2 separate regions of the Rattus norvegicus genome follow, and region 1 is linked to region 2. A link is a contact called in public Hi-C data. All regions are on one chromosome and are shown on one strand. Each heading gives the region's core, a stretch centred on a gene start, on an enhancer-like site or on the middle of the called end of the contact. The rest is flanking DNA. Distances are from core to core; before and after follow the strand shown.

Region 1 (7,112 bases), core at 3,960-6,459, 83 kb after region 2:
ATTAACAAATTTCACTCACACACACACACACACACACACACACACACACACACACACACACACACACCATGTCCTTTGAAAAAGTGTTTTGATTCTTTTTTTCAAAAGTGTTACTTATTGGAACATGTAACAATTTTTTTATTTTAAAATGATAGCAAATGCCCTGAATGATCATTTAGCCTGCACCTTTTTGTAACAGTTACTCTACTAGGGAGTGTGAAGCAAGAAGCATATGAGCCGGGACTCTCTCTTCAACCAGGAGAGCATGAAAATATTCATACAACAAACAATCAAACATAAATAAGAATTGCGATATATGCTCCTAACATACATGTATTTGATTGTTTTTGCATAGTAAAATTTTAAAACGAGAGTATGTGGACCCAGAATCTGAGTGAATTAATATTTTGTTTGTTTTTTTCCAGTGATATTGTTGTCCTCTGGCAAGAGTGCTCTGAATTTAGGCATGCTCTGCGCTCGAGCTTGGAAAAACATTACTTGATAGTAACATAAACTGTGTGCTCTGCTTCCATTTGTTTCAGGATAACTTCTCATCATTTGTGAGTTTGAGGATAGCCTTCTCTACAAAAACAAACAAAAACAACTTTCCTGTACTAAAATTAACCAACAAAGTAACCTATACCCTGCATTTTCCTGGTGCAAATGATTGGATCTTTATTTCATTCATGACAAGTTCAAATAATCAGGGATTAAATAATTGGATGCATTTGAAGTTAGAGTAGAGGTAGGTTGAAAAAGTAGAAGAGGGTTGGTGATCCTAAGTAAGGACCCTGTACGTTGTGAAGCTCTGACAGGTTTTCATATGCAAGTGGTGGTTATTTTCTTTTCCTATTTTATAGCTACTTATCAGTCTGTATTCTCATAGTTTTCAACATTCTATAAATGACATATTTAGCTGGTAATGAGTTTGGCAAATCATAAAGGAGGGGAAAGACCACTGTTCCTAACCATTTCTTGAAATCTCAGTTCTGATTCAACCCTTTGTTTCCTGGAACTCAGTGCCTAGCGCAGTGAAATACTCACTGTTTCACTCAAATGGATGAGCCAAGGGGGCTTAAGATACGAGTAGAAAAGTGGAGAAGGAGAATTATTTCTGGTAAAATGATGACCGTGGTGTTGGGTCATCTATGCATAACATAAATGTAAAGAATCATGTGGCAGCTACAAATAAAGTAGCCCAGAGCAGATGGCCTGCTCCATGTGTCCAGTGTTTTTATTTTCTCTCTCTCTATCACGAAACAAAGTGGAAAGTATAGATAAGACACCGAGCGTTGTGTTGACAAAGTCAATTTTAAGCTCATGCCAGCCAAGTTCTAGGAGGTGACCTTGGGTCACAGGTTTATCTAAATACTTCTTAAACTCAAATAATATCTTATAAAGTTTTTAATCCCACAGTCAATTTAGAGACCTTACTATCCAGTAAGTGTCCCAGTTGTATCGGAGGCCAGAGAGATATGTGCCATAACTTAGGCACCAAATCAAATAGAAAAGCAATTTGAAAATACGGGAAGAGACAGAGAAGTAAGAGGTGGTGAAATATGGCTAAATAGAGAATAGTAAATGTGCAGAAATTAACCCACAAATGCATAAAGTTAATTTAATATGAGCTCGTTATATTCAGCTTCTCCAGCAAGCACAAGCAAGGGCTATTTTTTTATAATTTATTTAAACCTAAGTCCTCCATTATGAGCAAGAGTTATATTGTATTAGACAGAATTATAGTCGTGCACTGGAAAGGCATGTATACCACAGGGTTTACTTGACCATGCTGAGGACAGCAGGGGCTCAAAGGGTGGGGCACAAGACCTAGGAACCATCCTGAGTGGGACTCAGTTCCCATCATCAATCCAGGATCTTAAAATCAGACATTGTGAGAAAGAAAAAAGAAGTCATCTTAGTCTTTCTGGGCAACTACAACAAAATCCTAAAGCTTATAAACAAGGAAAATTATTTCTCAAAGGTATGGAGGCCAGAGGTTGTCCACCAGAGCTCGGCACTGACTCCTGACTTCAACTTGGAACTTCACATAAAAGAAGCTGGCAGGGGACACTGAGACTGTATGTCACTGGTCGAGAGCTTGTCTCGTGTGTGGGACATTATGGGATTGATGCCTAGCACTGCAAATGGCCTTCCCTTTCACCATCCTCTTCACCCCAAACACCCCTTGTCCTCACTCCTTGCCACTGTCCTTAAAAGTTCAGCACGCGTACTTTAGGAGAAGCAAACATTTGACTTGTTACAGAAAATTTCATTTCGACTCGCAGTTAATTTTTGTTACCTCAACTCATTTTAATTTGCATTGTTCATATTAGGAAGACACTCAGCTGCTCCAGGAAGGAAGACATTTTATCTCGTCAGGCACTTCATCCTGAATGGGGCCATGGAGAGAAGAACAGTTTGATGAGATTGGTTTCCATGATGGCAGATGTTGTAGTTTCTGCATTTACCGGTGCAAGAGGCTAAAGAGATGGCTCACTGGCTAACAGTGCATTCCGCTCGGGCAAAAGGATGATCTCTATGCATAGTTCCGATGTCAGCTGACTTAACAACCACCTGTACCTCTAGCACAGAGAGATCTGACATTCTTCTGGCCTCCTTCATGTGCCTACATTCATGAGTGTATACTTTCCTCCCACACTTGCACATAATTTTTAATTGAAAAATAAATGTAAAAGCAAGACAGCTATATGAAGATTTGGAAGCAATCATGTAACTATTAACTTAGTATCTTTTTAATCCTCTATCTATCTATCTATCTATCTATCTATCTATCTATCTATCTATCTATCTATCTATGTCTCTCTCTCCCTGTGTGTGTGCGTGTGCGTGTGTGTGTGTGTGTGTGTGTGTGTGTGTGTGTAATTTAGTTTGTCGCAGAAAAGAAAATAAAGACATATTCTCTCCTGAGGACCCTATGTTAAATTACTAGCTCTGGTCTATGATGAAAATAACCACACTCTGACTTCAGTCTAGAAGTAAGCCTACTCCTATCCTTCATGTTACCAAAAGCTGGTGTTTTGTTTTGTTTTGTTTTTTCATCTCTAAAGAAAAGAGGGAAAGAAACAGGTTACTTGTGTAACCATTTCCAGAAACAAACTTTTCTAAAACATAAGCCTCAGAAATACATCTGTCAGGCTTGTGATTTCAGGGAAGAACAGATCAGCTCAGCCAACAAAGTGGGTTTGAAGAAGGCCCGATGGAGTTGTTGGGAAATTAGACGTACAGGCATGGGAACTGTCTCCTGGGTTCCCTTGAGCTACACACATAATGCTTCATTTGAACAGCACATTAAGACACAATTATCCAAGAAAATTCAATGAATGATGTGCCCATTCAGAGAGGAAGATGGTATGTCAAGTATGTTGTGCAGCCTGTCTTTTTTTCCCTTCTAGGCATCAAATGAATCAATTTTGAATCCACAAACAACTGTGAATCTGCAAAACACAGCTGTTTGGGAATTGGCCTGAGCGCCACTCTGTGTTATGTAACAGCTGTTGAGACATTGCACGTTTAACTCAAAAAGCTTCTATGACAGAGAAAACAATTCATTCTTTTCCAAAAAATAAGGAGAGAGAGAGAGAGAGAGAGAGAGAGAGAGAGAGAGAGAGAGAGAATATTTGAAGAACATAAATGTTCCTATTCCAACTGGAGCAAGATGAGCAGGATATTCAAGGACAGCTGAATCTAGAAAGACAGTCTATGTCATGGATCTGGCTTGCCTCTATTTTTAACCTATATAATTTCTTTAAAAATGAGCATTCATGTGCCTGTTGTCTATTGTACATATTAATTAGTATGGAACTTATTCGAACAGCGTTGATATTGATATGTCCAGGAAGATGAAAATGTTTCCCGTCTGCTTCGTAAGAGAAAGTTTGCTATTCCTGTTAGGTTGACTGAAAGTTGAACCATAACTTCCATGTGTATAACTACTGAATGGAAGATCCCAAACATGACCCTAGGTGGGGATCACAGTATCGATATTAAGGCAGGTCTGGAAAAGAAGACTAATATCTCGGAGTGCTTTGCCTGAGGTGAAATTCCAGCCTTATCCTGCCAGGTCTGTGACCATAAGCTGTATTCCTCTCTGTCTTTAGAAAATGTGCAGCTCAGTCAAGGTGAAAAGAAACACATTCCCCAGGCTCCTGTTCCTCCCCCTAGCTAAGTCCGAGTGCAGGGGAAGTGGCAATTTCATTTCGAAGACGTTATCACTAATTCTTATAAACCAGAGCATCCTAAGAATGTTATCTTGTTCCTTCCATATCTTGTGCAGGAGCATCAACACAGAGAAGCATTGTATTCAAAATGAAAACACTACAGTTAAAGTTCGTCCTTTACCAAGTTCCCAGCTCAAAACATTACGAATTTAAACTCTTAGGGGGCAATATTTACATTCTTTCCTTCTATGCTGCCTAGACTAAAGATTCAAAAGTGCAGACACTTCTCAAATCAGACATTACTTTCACTTTAAATGAATTTCCACAGATGGCTTTGGCATAATGTTCTCTGAGGGTCTGCGTGTGACAAGGAACTCTGACTCAAAAGTCCTGCACAGTTTTCTGTTCCCACCAAATAGAAGGGACAAAGACAATTTGAAGTTCCTAATATAACATTAGTTTGTAGGAATTTCTTTTATTTCAGTTGGGGAAGATAGTCTAGGAAAAGAGCATTTCTCCCTAACAGTACCCTGATCAGCTGGGATAAGGATGGATTCTCTGGTAGCCATGTCAGGCAGATTCATAGTCCTCTCCTCCTCAGCTCCTGGGGAGAGTGAGAACAGGGGTAGATATTTCATCATTGCAATGTCTTTGTTCCCCAGTCTGTGTGAGCAGAAAAAGTTACACAGTAGCCTAACAAGCAGGAAAAGGCAAGAAAACAAAAAAGAACTGGCTTCCAGTGTCTGGAGCAGCTGCACACACACCCTTAGCACAGGTTTGGCTTGGTAAATTAATTCATCTGTAAATAGTGAGCAGTCTCCAGCTGGAACTTTGGAGCTAAGGTGCAGGGTCCTTAAGGATTTACATTTAAAGGCAAAGGCTCCCTGCCCCTAGGTGTTACAAGTGAGTAGTGCCCTTCCTGCCCTGCCCTGAGTCTGGCCATCCAATCATATGCCGATATGCAAATGACCCTTAGTGCAGGCAGATAAAAAGGAGCAAATGCTCTTTCAGAACCAATTTGCTGAGCCTGTCACCTGTGTTCCAGGAGCCAAACCAGCAATGTCTTCCCCTGCACAGCCTGCAGTTCCTGCCCCACTGGCCAACTTGAAGATTCAACACACCAAGGTGAGTCACTTGTGAACAGGGCTTTACCTGGGGGCCTGGTTAAAGCCCAGGTCAATTGAAGCCTCTGTAAGAGCTCTTTGCAAACAAGAAGACAAAAAACCTTGTATCATTAGTGGCCTGATTCCGGGTGAGTTCTAAACACATCAGAGAGCTTCTCATAAGTTTTTCTCTTGACATGGGTCCAAGGGAAGGATTTTCTTCTGTGTTCAAGGCTCCTGTGCCAGAGTTCGGTGAACCATAGTGAGCAGTTCTATTAACTGTGCAGGGGGAACTTATGGTAAGGCAGACAAACAGGGGGACTTACTATAAGGAAACAGACATGTAGGAATGTTCTTTTTCATTCCTTGATTTTCTTCCTTCCTTCTTACCTTTCTTCCAACCTTCCTTCCATTCTTCTTAAAGGAGAAATAGCACACTGAAACAGTATTACATGACCATATGTTTGCTAACACAGTGTTAAGGTTGGACGACTTGACTCTGAGCATCACATGGAAGCTATTGCCAAACCTCCAAATGCACTTGAGTTATTTATTTTGAGATAGAAACTGCATTCATTTATTTCTCCAGGAAAGTTTGCTCCTGTTGGAGAACACATGCGATTGTTAGCTGACAAATATTTAGAGACCCAAAGACTTCAAATTGTTCAGGCAGGGAGAGTCAGAAAAGGATCAGGCTTGGGTTGTCCTGAGATGCTCTCCAAATTTTTTCCTCCCCTGTAGTTTCATGCTTAGTTTATCACACATCCTAGGGTTGGAGAATGAAGAAATTCTCTCTCCCTCTCCCTCTCCCTTTCCCTCTTCACCTGTCTCTCCCTCTCTGTATGTCTGTATGTCTCTCCCTCTCCATCTCTGTCTGTCTCTACCAGTCCCCCCCCTCTCTCTCTCACACACAAAAACACAGTCACTTAAAATTAGCCAGGTTGTATAATGCAGAGAGTAAAGTAAGATGAATTTTCAACTCTGGGGAAAGCTATATTGACCTCTACTTTTGCTAATGAAAACCAAGAGTGTTAACCTAGTGTTCTAGGGGCCAAACGCCATCTTCCTTATGCACACACTTGTATGGCTAAGAAACCCTGAAGCCTTTTGCATTTTCTAAGCACCTGAGGTGAGGGTGCTGTCTGGCTTATGGGCTCTTGCCTTAGGACAAGGCCTGCAGAGAGGAGCAGCTAGAAATACAGTAAGCCTCATTTCCCAAGTTTTGAGAAGAATGAAAATGAAAATGCCTTTTGATTTAGGTCTTCTTTTTCTTCTTGCTCTCCTTTTCTTCCCTGCCCCCCTCAATCTCCCTCCAACAGCTCACAGATATAAAAAGTATGTGCAAACCAAATGTGAAACCCCCTGCCTCACTTCTCATTTGGGAAAGATTCCTGACAAAATCTGAATGTACATCCAGTGTTTTCTGAAGATTGGAATTATTGCCCATGCTTCTATCATTACATTTTAATAACCAAGAAGAGTTTCATTTATATGGTCCCAACTGGAAATGAACTTGGGTAGTTGGAATGCCCCACCATTCTTAGCTTACTTGGTATTTGTTATTTCTATCCTTTACAAATTTTGCTGAGCTTTGGTGTTTGTGTGTATGTGACTCTCAAAGACACTTTTAAAGTTAACTATTTCCCCACTGAGTCAAATTTAATTTAATACTTATTAAGGAAATATGCCAATGAAAGTACTTGAAAAAGGAGGGATTCCTCTAAGTCCCTGTACAAACACAGGACCAGTAATCCCTTAACACAGACAGATGTTTGCAGATTGAAACCTCTTCAGTTCAAAGACATTGGATGATGGACTGAAGTATTTCAGA
Region 2 (7,746 bases), core at 1,459-3,958:
AACACACTCAACACACTCACACACACATACACACACACACTCACACACATACACATACACACACATACACACATACACATACACACACACTCACACACATACACACACTCACACACACACTCACACACACATACACACACACACTCACACACTCACACACACTAACACACTCACACACATACACACACATACACACACACTCACACACACATACACACACATACACACACTCACACACACACACACTCACACACACTAACACACTCACACACATACACACACTCACACACACACATCACACACACATACACATACACACACATACACACACTCACACACACTCACACTCACACACACTCACACACACAAACACACTCACACATACACACACTCACACACACACATCACATACACATACACATACACACATACACACACTCACACACACTCACACTCACACACACTCACACACAAACACACTCACACACTCACACACATACACACACATACACACACACTCACACACATACACACACACTCACACACACATACACACACTCACACACACACATATACACACATACACTCACATACATACACACACACACACACTCACACAACTCTTACATGTAAGTGTTTGACGTAGCTTGAGTTTACATGGATTGCCTCTCCATTTGTGTTTTCTTTAGTTTTTAACCATCAAAATTCTTTTGTTATTTTTTAGCACACAGATCTGGTATATTTTGTTAGGTTTGTTCTTACATTATTTTGTTGTTGATGCTATCTCATATTAAATTACTTTCTTAAGCTTATTATCTGTCCATACACAGGAATGTAGCTTATTTTTCTTGATGACTTCCTATTCTGCTACAAACTGAATTTATGATTACTTCTAATAGCTTTAGGGTAGACTGTAGATTAGTTTTTGCACGCACAATAATACATGTTAATAGTCCATTCTTCAGTCGCTGGAATTTAGAGGCTTTCCCCTTGCCTCTTGAAAGAAAATTTACTCTGATAGCTAGCTAGGACTAAAATAGTTATGCTTATTTTGTTCCTCATCTTGGTGAGAGAATTTTCAGTCTTTCACTAGTGAATGTCTTGACAGTTGGAGGGTTCACATATATAATGTTAACATATTGATTTATTTTCCTATTTTTTAGTCTGTGGATAGTTTTAGCACAAGAAAGCATAAACACGAGTTAAATGCAGTTTCCATACCAACTCACATGGCCCATCAGGTTTCTTTTTCATTTCGTTAATATGGTGTATCATGTTGATTGTTTTTATATGTTGAATCATTATTGTCGAATGATTCAATATGTTGAAATGCTACTGTTGACTATGTCCTTTGCACATGGATACATTACACGCTGAGTTCATCAATAGATGGATCGAATCACTCCAGTCAAAGATCTTGAGTACTTCAATAGATCACAGTTGCTTTTATCAACTGGGTTTAATAAAGGAGATCATCAACTCCAACCTATGACAAAAATGATGAATCCATTAATGAATCTGGAGTTGATGGTTTGTCAATTGACAACCAATCGCAGTGGTTTATAATTCTTTGACTGAGCCATTCTCCTTATATTAGTAATTGGATGCTAATTGCATAGTGCTTAGCAGGGATATTGATGTACAGTTTATCATAGTATTTGCCTGGTTTAGTCTCAGGAAACCTCTCACCTAGTAGATCCTGTTACGAAGTGCTTTCTCTTGTCTATGTCAGTGGGAAGTCTTGATAAATTCATGGATATACTTCTATGCTCCTGATGCTCCCCACTCTTCTCTGCTCAGCTCTCGTTCTTCAGCTCTTATAGTCTTTTTCCCAGAGGGATCATCACTAGTTTGTTTTTTAACAAGGTTTCTCAGACCCTCATTCCTGAACAACACCAGGTACAGTGACACTTTCTAAATCTGGAATTATTTGGTCAAATTTCATTCTCACTATCTATCTGCTACCAGAAGACTGAGGTGGCTGAAGGAATAATGTTTTCTGTGTCTATAACTGCAGCCCTAGGTCCTCCATGCCAGGCACATATCTGACTCTTGGTAAATTCTAGTTGATTGACTGGATTGTGAGATTGCATGGGTGTTTATCCTCTGTTCTCCAGTTCTTCCTGATTCTTGACAATTAATTCTCAAATCCTTTCTTCAAAAGCTTTTTCTGGTGGTCTTTTTCTTTCCCCTCTCTCCTCAGACCTCTCTTCAGGTCTGCAGCTGCTGACTTTGCCCTTTGTACATGGCTACCTTACAGGGTGAGCTCGGACCGATAGATGGATCAGATCACTCCAGTTGAAGATCTTTGGTACCGCAAAGGGCAGACTTGCTTTTACCCACTTGTTCTAATGAATGAAACCATCAACTCCAAGCTATGACAGAGCAAAGGAACACACAAAAAGGAGTCACCAAAAAAAATGGGCTTTGAGGATTTGGAGTTTACATTTAGCAACACTGAGTAGATTTCAAAGAGGCAGTGCTTTTGTTCTGAATTGACTGCTGTGATCAGGAAGCCAGAGCAACTCTGTGATTAGACCATTTATCAATCATTATCCAGGCAGTAGGAAAAAAATGGAACGCAGCCAAAGTTGGAATTAGTGAAAAGTTATTTGGTCCCTTTTTGTGGTTGGAGTAATGTGCTTGCTTTTGTTTACCGGGACATGATTGCAGAGGATTCTGGGTTGTTGGTTTGTTCCATCAAAGTCATAGTGCTTTGTGTGCACTTGTCTTTTCCTGGATTATGTTCAGAAGGGAAACGCTATAGTCTAGCTGCCAGTACCATGCAAGCCTTTCACAGTATGAAGGTATGGGACTAGCTCCTGGATTTTAGAAAGAGCTGTCCTTCTTTGAGTGAGTCACCTCAGTGAGGAGCCAGGGTATTCAGGAGGCTTTCCACGCCAAGTCTGTTACCTAAGTCTAAGTGTACAAGCCAACACACTCTAGGCAGATGGATGGCAATGTGTAGATAGCAGAATTCTAAGAACATTTTGATTTTCCTTTTTCATCTTGTCCTAGTTTCAGAGTCATATTGTGTTACTGAATTATGAACTCAGGTAAATAACATCCTTTACTGAGAAATGCCTGGCATTCTTCGGCCTGCAACTCAATATTATAACCACAACGAGGAGAAGAAAAGCACAGGGGCTTTCAAAGCTCCTTGCAAAATCCATGGTCTCTTTACATAGTTTGAATAATTTTGCCAAGATCATCTATCCCTTTGCAACAAAAGAAATCAACAACTATATTTTGAGAAAGGGCAAATCTGCCAATGAAACTGGCATGACACATTGAAAGACTACAGAGAAGGAGCCAAGAGGAAGCTGCAGCCTGAAGAACGTAGCAAGCACAGGCTGGTGCCTTCTGTTCAATTGGGATTTTATATTAATGTAGTGGATTTTTTGATAACAGGAGTTGCATGCCTAACAAGAGCAGGAAGCGCTGTGAATTGCCCAAATTCTTCTGGGATCAGTGAAGACCAAAAGACAGAGTGTTCCAGAAAATCACTTTGTACTTCGTTCTGTGAAAAGGCTTTGATCTTATCGAAGGCTATGCAAAGGCAGTAATTTGTCTCCAGGTGAAGCCATGACCAACACCTCGACTAAAGCAAGCTAAAGGGCTACACCATTATGAGTTTTTATAAGATCAGATTTTACAGCTTAATTAAAGCAAATAAGCTACAGACATGTAAATATTATCATATGTTTCATAATCATAAAGAGACAGAGTGATAGAGATATTGGGAGAAAGATTGAGAGAGAGAAAGAATTAGAAATGTATGTCTGAGAACCAAAATCCCTTAGTGATAACAGGACTCAGAATACAAGAAGAACCTCATCTTCAGCACTTCTGTATCTCTTTTGCTTTGCCCTAGTAAGTTCTTTTCATCATTTCCCCATACTTTTAGAACTTCCTTTTTTAGTAATTAGTTTCTAACATTAATGAAGATAAACTAAAACTATCAGGAAGACATATTCATTTTACATTAAAAAAAATCCTTTAGATCTCATGGGTGAGAATTTCCTTCTGCCTGCAGCTAGTGTTCATAATTTCTTACTTCCTGCCTTCTCACATACCTTTCTCATGAATAATCTCTCTCTCTCTCTCTCTCTCTCTCTCTCTCTCTCTCTCTCTCTCTCTCTCACACACACACACACACACACACACACACACACGACTACCCTTTCCTCGTTAGAAAATAAATGTATTTCAGTACAAATATTCCATACTAGTCAGTTTTCTATTTAAGGAAAGAAAATGCAGATATCCCCCAACACATAAATATCACAAACAGTTACATAAATGCACTAATGCTCTTATTTGTATCCTCATAACTTGTGAGTCCCCAGGGTATTTTCCTGATTGATGATTATACCCAGAAAGCAACCTCTACCCAGGTCAACAATCAGTTACAATAGTTTTCTAATCTGGGTTTAAATTGCACCATGAGTTTTTGCAAAACTCAGTAGTTTAAAGGGCAACATAGTTTGTTATCTGTCTCGGTCTATTTTAGAAATTTGCCAAGATACGATGTTGTCTTTTCTCAATTCTGTGGTGTTTGGAGACCAGCAGGAAGACTGAAAGCTCATGGGTTACAATCATTTGAAGTCTTATTTACCCCTGTGCCAGGAGTTTGGTGATGGATGGTGGTTGTAAACTGAGATTCAAGTGTCGTATCTTAAATAAAACACTTCTGTGCGGTCTTTCCATGGCTTTGTGATGTGCTAATAGGATTTGGAAAGCAGATATCCTAAGACATATCTGAAAGGAAGTTCTCATGGCCTTGTGTTTGCAATGGTAGAGAGTTATTCAAGCTGGAGCCTCATCACCAGTCTCCTATCAAGTCCACAGCATTTCTTTCCTTCCCAGATGTGCTGTCTTATACATCAGAAGTTTGAAAAAATGGTAATGTCACATGCTTAGAAAACTCAGCTGTCATAGCCTGCTTTTTTTTTATATAACACAGTAGTGCAGAGTGGGTAATTTACAAACAGCAGAAGTACTTTCTCAAAGTCCTGAAGCCAGGGAGCTTTAACAGTATAGCAATAGCAGATTCACAGTCTAAAGGGGACTTACTCTGCATCCTCAGATATTAAAAGAAACAAATGCTATATTCTCACACAAGAAATATCTCAAACTAGCTCTCGGAGGCCTTGTATTAGGGCATCTCTCACAGCCCCCCTCCTGGACCATAGGGTTCAGTATCTAACTCTGTAAAGGTCACAAATATTGGAACCAAAACCAAATTTAGAAAGAAGTTTTTGAGATGATTACAACTGATCATAAACTGATGATGTTATTGGATCCTATTCACAACAAATGTAGTCTCAAACTTTAATGTTCTTTTACTTGCCAGGTCATGGCAATAAGTTGTGAATGCTAAATACTGGCATAGTACCATATTTTTCCTCATTTCTAAAAGAAATATTGCATATTTCTTCAAATCCAGAATATTGTAAGCCTCTTTATATTAGCCTATGATAACCTTAATAGAGATTTTGTTTGTGTGTGAGAGAGAGATACCTGTGTGCATGTGCTCATGTATATTCATATGAACTAGGATAAGGTTTTGTGTAAATATGTGGGACATGTGTATGCAGGTTAGAGGTTAAAGTCATATGTATTACCCCAATAACTCTCCACCTTATTTTTTTAGACAGTGTCTCTCCCTGAACATGGAACTCACTAGTTTAACGAGGCTGGCCATTCTGTTAGCTCCAAGGATCTTTCTAGCTCTCCTCCACTGCATCCGGGTTACAGAAGTGCACTTTCATGCCCAGATTTCTCTGTGGGTTCTGAGTATCCAAACTCAGGTCTTCATGCCTACATGGGGCTCAGTTCACCCACCCATTTATCTGCCTTGTCCAAAAGGCAGGTTTTTATGTAGACCTTCTGTAAATATACTTTTACTCACTGTGGGCTCACTATATTAATTCATATTCAGCCAGAATGTCTTCAGCATTTTAAATATTTAAGTAGTTGTTTTCTGGATCTTTCCATTGTCTTTTAATAAAGAGATCCTAGAAGTTAGGTATTAAAAAACACCTGTATTTCCCGAACCTAGAAAACTGTGAGGGACACATAATCAGTTTGAAGTCATCTTGGGCTACATGATAAGTTTCAAGCTAACCTGGGTTAATAAAGCCTGCTTCTGAAATACCATCAAACAAATCTGGAATTGTATTCATTAGCCATATACACTTGCAATGAATATTTTGTTTGAAAACATTTGCTAATCTTTTTCACCTCAAAAAGTGAGAATGATAGAAAAAATAAAGCAAAAGTCTAATAATCAGTCATCCAAATAATAAATGGCTGTTTATCTAAAGTGAGAGTTGACTAACAAGTAAAATTCAATGAAAACAGACATATATTAGAATATCTGTTTCTGTATTCATATGGAGAAAAGCATGGACTTTCTTCAAAAACTAAAACTAAATTATGTATAATCAGGTGATCCTATTTTGGGGCATGTTTCCCAAAGAAATAAAATCAGGATGTAAAAGAAATGTCTAAACACCCAAGTTCAGTGTAGTACTATTCACAGTGGTAAAGGAACACAGCAACAGGTAAACAGCATATTAGTTTTAGATCCTGTGGGAAAAATGATTCAAAAGAGGAAGAAGTAATTTCCAAAATTGTCAGTCCATAGGTCACTGGTTCCATCAGTGCTAGTCTGGTGACAAAGCTGGGGCATCATTACAGTAGGGCATGAGGGAAGAAACCTGCTACCCTCGGGGTAGCCAGGATGGAAAGCACGGGAGGCTAGGCACAGTATGTTCCCTTTGGAGACATGCTCCTGGGGACCTATGATCTTCTAATTCCAGTCCATTCAGTGATGAACTCACCCATGGCCTAATGTATTGGCAAGGTTAGCAACCTCAATTAACTTCTCAGTAGTACTACCAGATAGGAGCCAAGCTCAAATATAGGAGCCTTTTGCAGAAATACTTTTTATCTGGATCATAACAAAAAGACAAGTATAGATTACCTGTGGTGGACATGCCCTCATGATGCTGAGCCAGTGTATTTATATAACTGTTTTTGTGGATATATATACAGATATCCATTCATCTAAGTCAAACCACTGATGGCAGACCAAAGAAATTATACCACCACAGTCTCGCTTCATGAATCATTTGCCAGAATATTAATGGTGGTTCGTTTACAGGAGTATCGACTTATCACAGGTACTTCCAATGCTCCCACCCCAGCATAAATTACAACACAGAAAAGCTGCATTCTGGAGCTCCCTATATGACTCAACTGCAGTTTTCCTGATACTTAGCAATTGTGACTGCTTATATAACCTTGGGGAGGGCGTGTCTTATAAATCTTATACACTTCAGGAACTTCCTGAGAATTGTGAGAGTTTGTTGATATTTGCTTGGTTTGCCTCCTGATCTTTAAATTGCCCACCTTCAAGAAAGAATGTCCCAATTCAGAGAAATAGGTATAAAACAATGAACTACATTAAAATCTTCAGGCTATCTATTCTAGACCTTATGCTAGATCCTCAATCCTACTGAGATCTTAGTTTGAAAAATATGGTACATATCCAAAATGGAATACTATTTAGCCTTGAAAATATGAAAATCCTGTTGTTTATTACATAAGTTTAAATAGAAGATACTCAGCTAAGGGAAATAATCCAGAAACTAACGGAGACATACTTCATGGTGTTGATTATAGAAATGTCCACGAATTGGAGGTAGAATCATGGTTGGCAAAGCCCACGAACTGGGA

The links. Hi-C and Micro-C count contacts between places; a contact is called where the count stands out from the background.
Region 1: a contact with region 2 is called in a Hi-C map of liver, with 1.8 times the contacts expected there. The contact joins the promoter of Aldh1a1 here to the enhancer-like site in region 2. A contact is called at or near these places in 3 of 12 Hi-C or Micro-C datasets (kidney and liver).

Annotation. Positions count from the first base shown.
Region 1 is chr1:227,532,411-227,539,522 of GRCr8, forward strand. Aldh1a1 (aldehyde dehydrogenase 1 family, member A1) reads left to right here and starts at 5,210. Exons shown (of 13, transcript NM_022407.3): 1 at 5,210-5,303. The coding sequence starts at 5,238.
Region 2 is chr1:227,451,548-227,459,293 of GRCr8, forward strand. It overlaps a transcript of Aldh1a1 not described here. Among named protein-coding and RNA genes, the nearest start is that of Aldh1a1, 82 kb to the right of the region's middle. Within about 2 kb of position 2,709, at least 7 of the 93 cell types and tissues checked have an H3K27ac peak or open chromatin away from gene starts, as enhancers often do. A contact at or near this core is called in liver, where this site is marked.